Linked DNA regions of Athene noctua: region 2 is linked to region 1. The links are chromatin contacts, called in public Hi-C maps. All regions are on one chromosome and are shown on one strand. The core of a region is the stretch at or near the end of the contact, and the rest is flanking DNA. Distances in the headings are between cores, read along the strand shown.

Evidence for each region. Hi-C and Micro-C count contacts between places; a contact is called where the count stands out from the background.
Region 2: a Hi-C map of liver shows a contact between it and region 1, with 12 times the contacts expected there. The contact joins the promoter of VCPIP1 here to the promoter of COPS5 in region 1. A contact is called at or near these places in 2 of 2 Hi-C or Micro-C datasets (heart and liver).

What each region holds. Positions count from the first base shown.
Region 1 is chr2:38,391,966-38,396,816 of bAthNoc1.hap1.1, reverse strand. COPS5 (COP9 signalosome subunit 5) reads right to left here and starts at 2,383. Exons shown (of 8, transcript XM_074898866.1): 1 at 1,972-2,383; 2 at 1,630-1,864. The coding sequence starts at 2,132. CSPP1 (centrosome and spindle pole associated protein 1) reads left to right here and starts at 3,242. Exons shown (of 32, transcript XM_074898864.1): 1 at 3,242-3,582. The coding sequence starts at 3,516.
Region 2 is chr2:38,557,532-38,562,382 of bAthNoc1.hap1.1, reverse strand. VCPIP1 (valosin containing protein interacting protein 1) reads right to left here and starts at 2,035. Exons shown (of 3, transcript XM_074898878.1): 1 at 1-2,035. The coding sequence starts at 1,869.

The DNA of each region.
Region 1 (4,851 bases), core at 1,134-3,633:
CAAAGCCAAATAACACATTTTTAGTGTATTAACAACAGATCCTGCCCATGGAGAAGCAAATAACTGGAACATTGGCACCTGTAAAGTACTTATGCACGAGAACAGATCAACTTGTAATCTAATATTAAAAAGAGTTATTCCAGGAACAACTGCTTGCCAAAATCAGACAGGGAATAGCCAGCATGCAAACTCTGCCAGAGCACCAGTTCAGTTTCAACACCGTGAAACCAACTATAGACAGAAATGTACAATATAAACAACTAGAAAAAAATGTTTCCTATCAGAGTACTCCTGCATAAACCTGGACAGTTTTAAACATAAGATTACTAACTGTATATAAAAAATACTATCTTTACGCTGTATACTTACTATTTTGAAACCCATTATTTCTACCTAAGAACTGGATAGTATGAATATATCTTTAGGTAAAGACATCTTTTCACATTACCTACTTTTCTGCAACAATGGTATTAATATCATGACATTAATAGTTTCCAGATAAAAGGAATTAAATAAATTATTTCTAAGTTTTCTCATAAATGGGGGCGAATTATTAAAAAACAGTCCTAGAATATACCTACTTCTGGATTATGTTTACTCTTTTCTGATGGTATGGCCCAGCCCAATTCACATCTATTTAAATATCTCTAACTGTATACAAGGCTGTGGATGGAAGTACAACAATCCAGAATAACCCAAATACTGCTCGGTTATCTCCAGTGAATAAGTAAGGGGCCCCTAATTTTAGCCGCTTTAAAATACTTCCAAGGATTAAAGAAAAATCAAAGGGTAAACTGGGCTCCAAAACTATTTTAGCTTGAGGAGTTATTTCAACGTTTACTCATAGTACAGGATTGCACTGTATTGGAAGAAGCATGTCAGCAGGTCCTCTGATGTGCCATGCTAGTTTTTACATCACTCACAGAGCAGATTCGTATTTCTGTCATCCTTCTGCATGCCAGAATTTTACTGCATAGTCAGGCTTAATATGACATGGATCTCTGAATACAGGGTGACGAAGAAGGGGAACAGACATCTGAGTCAGTTCGTCTAAATTTCTAAATTATAAATATGAATTATAAAGTTGCACTGAAAGTTATTTATTGGCATTTTCTTCACAAATGTCTTTGTTTTTATAGAAAACAGCAGCATGGCTATGCAGCAAGACTTCAGAAAGCAAAAATGTAAAAATAAATGTTATGTTCTTGATTTACAACTAGTAAGTACCTCAGATATATATATCTGCTATTTTGCTTACTGTTTTTAGAAACATGTATTATACCAGTTATTGTAGAAACACACTTGTGTCTGGCCGCAAACCACCAGCTGCAGCCAGAAAAACACCTCCTGAGCAATAAAAATCACTTATGATGGAAAGGAGAATCCAGTACTTGATGACCTACCGTAAGACATGGAAGTATGTATGTGAAAATGTTAAAAGGGGTTGCTGCTGACACAGTTCTCTTAGCCACCATGCCTGTGAACAAACAGGGCAGCCACTTTATCTCTGTGGGAGGGGTGGAGGCGGGGAAGCCTGCACACCCCAGAACACGTTCCTGCACGACGAACTGAGAAGATCCGCAGCCACACCGTGGAGGGAGAGAAACACCCCCTGCCCCTTCTCCGTACCTGCTTTGCGTTTTCAATGTACGCTGCCATGTACTCGTAGGCGGCCGCCTGAGCGTTGACGCGAGTCTCGGTGCCCTCCACGGGCAGGGCGAAGCTGTCCATGATGATCATGGTTTCCCCGTCCACCTTGCCCAGCATGAGCCCCATCACCTCCAGGTTGCCCCCTGACCTGGCGTGCATCACCATCTTCAGGAGCGCCAGCGCCGAGATCTTGCAGTATTTGAAGTAATGGTGGCTACGACGAGAGAGGCCGCGGAAAGCATCAGGGCCGGCCCCGCCGCCCGGCCCGGCCCGCGCCCCAGGCCCGCACCGCCCGCCCCTCCCGGCCCGGTTCGCACTCACTCCTTGGTCCAGGGCTTGGCCGCCAGGATCTCCTGCTGCTGCTTGCGGTCGTACTTGTAGATCTCGTCGATGCTCTGCGCCTCCTGCATGTTGTTGGCCAACTCCCACGTCTTCTGCGCCATCCCGCTCCCGGAGGCGCCGCTCCCCGCCGCCGCCGCCATCGCCCGCCGCACCGGGCCGCCGGCGGAACCAACGCGAGGCGGCGGGGGGTGGCGGGGGGAGGTGGTACGGTCCGCGCAGGCCCGGGGATGCCGGCACTGCGCCCCCAGTGGGGGCGGCCGGCGCTGCGCCGCGCCGTACCGCGGCCGAGCCGAGGCGGCGGGTCACCGCGGAGCCGCCCGGCGCCCTCGGGTTAGAGCGTGCGGCGCCTTTCCGCGGTCACAGCGCGTCCGCCCTCCTCGCCGCAACCCGCCCGCCCGGCCGAGCGGTGTTTCACCGGGAGCGCCCCGCGAAGACCCCCGCTGAGGGGAGAGCGCCGCCGCCTCCCGCCCCGCCCCACTCCGCTCCGCTCCGCTCCGCTCCCTTTCACCGGTTAAAGCCGCGCCGGGGTGGCCCCGGGGTGCGCGGGTCGCGTTGCGCCGCCCTCCCGAGCAGCAGGGGGCGCTGTTCGGCGCCGCCCGCCGGTTTCCGGGGAGGCGGTAACGCGCGCGCGGGACGCGGAGAGAGCTGCGGCCGCCGGTGAGCTGGGCGGGAGGGACGGACGGGCGGACGGATAGACGGCGCCCCGGAGGCCTCCCCCCGCGGCCCGGTCCGCTGGCCCCGCCGCGCGGAGGCCGAGCGGCCATCCTGTTCACAGCCCGGGCCCTCCCGCTCTCCCCTGCGGCGGGCGGGACGGGGGCGGCTCGCAGGGGAACGGGACGGGCCCGGGAGGCGGCGCAGGGAGCGGGCCGGGGCCGGGGCGCGCCGGCCGGGGCCCGGGCTACGGTGCCGAGTGTCCCCGCGGGTGGGGGGGTTGGGGCAGCGGAGGCCCGCGAGACCTTCCGGTGGGAGCCGTTTGTTGTGCGGCCGTTGCCTGACAACGGCGCCGCGCTGCTTAAAGGCGCCGAGGCCGGAGTGCCGCCTCCCCGCCCGGCCCGCAGCCCTCGGCCGCCCGCCCGCCACCGCGCCCCACACCTGGCCCGAGGAGGGGTCGGTGCCTCCGCGGCTGCCTGGGAAATGCTGCCGAGGGGGGAGGTGGAGAGGTGGGGGTGCAGGCCGCGGCCGGGGCGCTTCCCTGGGCTGTAACGCTTGGAGAAATAAATCTGCTCTCCTGACGCTGAAGGTTTTCCGAAATGAATGTCTTTTTTGTTGTTTTTGGGCCGTAGTACGTGTTCCGGAAAAGCAGTATATCCTTATGGCGAGGGGAAGTAACTCGCACAACTTGTTGGTCTGTTGTTTTGGGGTTTAATTGCCTTCACAGTTATGAAAAAGTCGTGTTGTTCTAGTCAGAGTTTATTAATTGTGCACGTCGAGACCCTGGAATTTTTCGTGCTTTTTCAGACAAGAATTGAAACGAAGGTGAAAGGTGCAGGAGTCATGTTTCTGACCGCAAGAGTTTATTCTAAATGCCATTCACAGGGGTAGAGAAGCAGCCAGTGCTGACTGTTCTAGAGTTTATAAATGTAAATAGAGGTAAGACATACAGATTTTAGTCAGTGAGCTTCTGGAAAGGCATCTCACAGTGCAGTAACTTTTCCTTTGCTGACTATGCAGCACTGAATAGGTGATGAGATCACCTTTTATATTCTTTAGTATGACAAGTTGTTTCAGCCATTCAGAACAGTTTTTTCATTATTCTTATGTAACACACTAGGCTAAATAAAATGCATCAGTTTTTTAGGCTTCTTTTATACTTTATCAGTGTGTAAAACTAATGAGATTAAAGATTTAGGACAAATCAGATGGGGAAACTTATTTTTGGAATTGATTGTCCTGTATTACCACTAGGAGTTGTAAATAGGTTGTCCTAATTCTGCCTCCTTTGTAACAATATTATAGTTTTACATTATACATCAAAAAATGGCATTACTGTAAGAGAAAAAAATTAAAGGAATACATTTTAAAGAATACGTCAAGCATGAGGGATTTGAGGGTCATAATTTTCTTCTCGATTTCATGCTTCCTTTAGGTGTGGAATATAACATATATTTATATAATATTTTTTTTATCTGTGGGCTTGGTTTTGCAAAGCTTCTCCACTGGAGTTGGTGAAAATGCTGCGTGGAGATTAGGATGAGTAGGCTTGTATGCAGTCGCTCTTTTTCTTTTTGTCTGTCTTCTTTCTATGGTTACTTAGTATGCAGCTTTGCGGTATTTTTAGTTCTGATAAGACTGTCCTAACAAAGAACACTCAAAGCCTGAATGTGTGCCTTAACTTCTGTACAGTTCCATTGTCATTAATTTGATGGACTTTAATTATGAGATTTTCTAGGAGCAGTAATATACAATAAATAGCACAAATAAAATGCTAAAATTTCTGCTCTGAAGGGCTTTCAGTTATATATGCAAAATGAACAACTAACAGAAGAGAGGTAATCAGCTGTTCCTCAGTACATGTTTTCTTACAGATGAGTGGCTTGTCTGATTGCAAGTCAATGCTGCCTGATACCCACGATTTTACATTTATTGCAGAATTGTAGCTCTTCTATTGCCTCTGCTATTTTATTGGTACAGGAGGTAATGATCCGCTGTAGGCTTCAACTCCAGAAACGCTTTGCATCTATTTTGTGTTTTGTGGGGTGGTTTTTTTGTGATTTTTTTTTTTTTTTTTTGGTGTGATTTTTTGAATAAGCCTGATGAATTTTAAGACTTCTCATGGTAGTAAGTTAAAGCACAGATTTGGTCCTTATTTTAGAGTATATGTGTATTTTGCACTTTTTTTACTTTTTTGTCTAATGATTC
Region 2 (4,851 bases), core at 786-3,285, 170 kb before region 1:
GACGTCGTACACATTGCTGTTCAGAGATGTGTCACTTTCATACTGGAACCAGTAGACTGTCTCTCTCACTACTCTTCCACCCCACTCTAGAGTAATAGGAAAAGCTTCAGGGAGATTGTCGTATTCTTTACCTTCCCAGTAGTGCTTGAACCCACAGCCACATTTGCCACCTGTGGACCTAGTATTAGTTCTGTCTCCATCCAAATACAAAACAGATCCATCTTCTCTGACGCGACGCACTAAGTTACCATGACACCAGTTACAAGCAGTCAAACTACTCAGGCTGTAGTCTGGTACCAGCACATCCTTTGCAGGGTTGTAAGAACACACCAAACTGTTCAGGGGAAAACTGTAATTTTTGTCAGGCCTTAATTGGCCGTGGGTACTTTTTGCCAGGTTATATAGTTTCCCCCCAGGAGCCAGCCACTCTGGAGGAACGTGATGCTCTGAAAGGGCCCCACAGATGAGGCACCTGTGAAGGCGGTTGTCCATCACTGCTTTTTTGGCAGCTGCAGTGACTTCTTCAGGTTGGACTCCTATTACACCAGTCCTTCTGTAGAAATACTGATGTACATCAGCTACGAGACTGGGATGGATACCATGTTTACTCATGAAAACCTCCTCCATTGCAGCAACGAGCCTCATCAAGTACTTATCCTGCAAACTTCTGTCTCCTCCAATGACACAACCACCATCCTCCTCTAACTTGATGTACTTTTTGATGAGGTCTTGAGGAACTCCCCAGGCTTTAGGAAGGAGCTTCCTAGGCAGTTTAGGTAAAGCAGCACCTTTTATTCCAACCAGAGGAATATAATGGTTACGTCCTGAGCTACTCCATGCAATGCAGATTGGCTTGTTCAACATGCCATCTTTTCCCATGCATTTTTCAAGGGGTATCAGACCAGGGAGGAATGTCGCTGAATAATCTCCAGAGCTTCGCATCCCACTTAAGGAGTCTAACAGGATGATAGGCCGGTGAAGCACATTGGCCAGACCAAAGATGTGAATATTCCTAAGGCCCATTGGCACGCCTTCTGGAGGAACAAACAAAGGGTCACATTCGTTGATAATGTCCTCCCACTCCGCTGCATCAATAAAGTCATGGAAAAGCGCTTTGTAGTGACTCAGATTCTCCTCAAAATGCTTCTTTAGATTCTCTCGCAAAGCATGCCAGAACAGTTCCCTGCCAACAAGCGCCCGCGAGACTGCGTGGACGAGGCAGTGGCCATCTCCATCCACATGGACAGGAATGAGGCACTCCTGACTGTTGTTGGCCTTCTTGATGTCTTCCAGGGTGTCATGCAGGTAGATGAGGCTGCCAGAGCGGTCCTTCCCATAACCGATGGTTTCGACGTGCTCCGGCTCAATGAGGAAGGCGCGGTCACCCAAGAGGGAGCAGTCAAAGATGTCTCCCTGGTTCATCTCCGTGAGGAGCTTGGCTTTGCCGGTCTGCTTATCCATACCATAGCGGGCCAGGATGGGGGCGAGGAGCTTGCAGTGGTAGTTGGAGAGGCCCATGACTTTGACGAGCTCGGTGTTCCTGCGGGGCGGGCCGGCCCCGCTGACGCCCAGCAGTGCGTTTCGCAGCAGGTTGTGCAGCACCAGGTCGGGGTCGGTCACCTCCTCCACGGCCAGCAGCTGCCGCTGCTCGTGGCGCTGCCCGCAGTCCGTGCACTCGATGCTGCCGCTGCTCTGCGGCCCGTGGGCCGGGAAGAAGAGCCGCGCCTGGCATTTGGGGTCGGGGCAGGTGCCCGAGAAGATGCGCCGGTCCCGCTTCTTGGAGGCGGCCGGAGGCGGCGGCTGCGGCTGCTGCTGAGGAGACGGCGGCGGCGGCGGCGGCGGCTGCTGCTGCTGCTGGGGCTGGGACATGGCTCTGCTCTGGCCGGGCTTCACCCCCACTCGCGCTCCTCCGCCCTCACAGGCTCATCCCCTGCGCCCCGGCTGAAGACCGGCGCCTGACAGATGCCACCGCCTGACAGATGCCGGCGCCGTCCGCCAGCCGCCCATCCACCGAGCGTCCTCCCGCCGCCGCCGCCGCCGCTCCTCGCCCCCACCCCCGCCCGGCTGCCGGCCCGCCTGCCCGGCCCCCCCCCCAGCACCCGGCAAACGCGGAAGCCGCCGGCGCCGGCGCCGCCGCTTACAGCCTCTTCGCTGCCTCAGCCGTTGCCCGCAACGCAACGGCCTCTCGCACTTCCACGCCGGCGGCGCAGGCGCGGCGCCGCGGGGGCGCTCGGGACTCGTAGTCTCGGCCGCCGCCACGGCCCGGCGCGAGGAAGGGAGCGGGGAGGGCGCGGAGACTACCGGGCCCGTGAGGGCAGGCGGCGGGGGGCGGGCGGGGGCGGGCCGGCCGCGCCGCCCTCCTGGGAGCTGTAGGCCGCTGCCGGGCGGGCCGCGGGGAGGGCACCCGGCGGGGGCTTGTTGCGCTTCCTGCGGCCGGGGGTGGGGCCGGGCGCTGCCTTCGGGTGAGACCCCGCAGACAGATTCATACTGCGCCCCCCCCGCAGGAGCGCGGCTCCCTCCCGTGTCACCTGTCCCGCCGGGCAGGCAGCCGGGGGAGGCGGCAGCTCGCGCTGCCTGAAGCCGAGGGGCTGGGTGGCGCCGCCCGGCCTCGGCCCCCGGCTCCTCACGGCGCTGCCGGGCCGAGCTCCAACAAGTTGCCGCCGCCAAAGGGCCGACGGAACGGGGCCCGGCAGGTGGCCGGGGCCCGACATGGCGGCCGGGCTCCGGCCTGCGCCCCCCCGCCGCTGCTGCGAACGGGGGGCGGGTCTGCGTGCCTGGGGGTGAGCCCCGGGATGAGCCCCGAGGGCGCCCTGGGCCTGGCGGGTGCCCCTCCGCGGCAGCGCTGCCCCGCGGACGCGGGCGGGCGGGCTCTGGCCCCCAGCGCCTGCTCGCGCCAGCCGCCGCAACCAGGCCTCGCCAACGCGGGGCTGCGGCCGCGGCAGCGCCGTGCCTGCTCGCTGACCTCCCCGGGATTTCTGGAGCTCGATAAACCCTCGGTGGGGTTTCATTTCCCGAGCAGCTGCGTCAGGCTGCTGCTCCGGGAGGTGAGCTATCTAAACGGAGGTGTTCCCCAGCTGCCAGCTGCCGATAGCGACGACACAAGACATGAGGAGACACGAGAGCGACTTGTTAACGCAAGTGATCCCTCCTGTTGGTGCTACATAAGGAGATAATGAGGGAATGGAGCTGGTGCTTACGTTATCTCCAGTGGCCGTCTGAAATGATACTTCACAAAAATGAAAGAGAATCATGTTCACAACTTCCAACCTAATTACAGTGGGCTGGCAGCGTATTAATGCCCAGAGCTCAAGGATGGTTACTGTCAGCACGCAGGTTTTTTAAGTTCTCTGGAAGCACTTCCAGATAGAGATTTATCTTTTAATAAAGGAAAACAAAAGCTGAACTTTTGGAGGACAAGGTTGCGCCTTACTGGGTATTGCCAAGTACCAGAGTCACCCAGCCATACAAATACAAGGGCAAAAATGACCGCTGCCTCCCCCCTCCACCATTCTGGTTCCACCAAACAAACACCTGCCGTTTACCTCCCGAGGCCTCACCTATTCTCTAGTCACCCAAACGATTTAAAATTAGAAGAACAATTACAGAGAATGTATTGTGCTTGTATTTTCCAATACAAAGAGCATGTTTCGTTTTCATTAGTCCTTGAAAAGTAATTTATGCAGCTGACATTTCAATTATAAAGGCTCAGATGATTAATACATACAGAGAAATTCTGTTTGTGTGCTTTATCACAGACTTAAGGAAAAAAATGGCTCCAGGCCTGGCCCTGTGACAGACTGAGCACTGCCACCTTCCAGTGACAGCAGCAGAGCTGTGTGTGCTAATTCCCTCTCGGTTACAGTAATTTGTCAAGCATAGAAAACATATGTGTGTGTAAATGTATGCATTCCACAGCTTAACCTTTTACTGATCTTTCAAAACCTGGGATGGGTTTGAAGAGGAAAAGGTGAAAATTATGAGAATGATTTTCATTCTTGCCTGCTACTAATTCTTTTTTATGTGTATGACAGTAAGGTAGCAGCATCACCAGCTCCATAATCCTGCCAATGTGCCTTGTACTTGGGCATAAATCAGCAGTCTATGCCCATTCATTCCTTAGTCTTCCCTTCATAAGTAGTGGGAATGCAGTAAAAATGCAAATAGGAAGCCTCTGTCCTCTGTGAAACTGTGTGGCCGCTATTGAGAATGGGCACCATTCAGGGCATCGGACGGTGACAATCCTGTGCTAACCCAGGCAGCATTCTGAAGGAAGGGGAAAGAATTTTTCTGTAACATTGCTGGCCTCTGGAGCAATCTATTTCTTTACATATGGGAAATAAACACTTCTGTCATTGTTTAATAGTACTTTGTAGTAAATGATAGGTAGCACCCTGGTGAAATACTTAGCTTTTACTGTCAAAGCTGACAGAAATTTTGCTGTTTTGTTTACTTCTCTAGCCAGATGTTTTTATGAAAGCATAAACTATGACTGTAAAGTCAAAAGCATTTCTCCTTCCTATTCCCTACATTAATTTTACTGATAAATTATATTCAGTAGAGGAATCTATCTTTTATGGTGACTTGACCCTAATCAACATGAATGTTTTCAATTAATGACATATGTAAGTATTCCAGCTATATGCAGACAATCATGACTGATTGGCCAAGCAATTTCTGCAACAATAAACTTTCATTACAGAATCTTTGATAAAAATCACAATTCTCTGGCAAGCTAATAATTTATGCAAATTACATGCATATTTATTTACGGCTTTATACACTGTATCTGGCAAACAGGATAAGGAAGTTCTGTGTTATGTCATTCAATACAGGTCGTGGAAGTAACTAAAC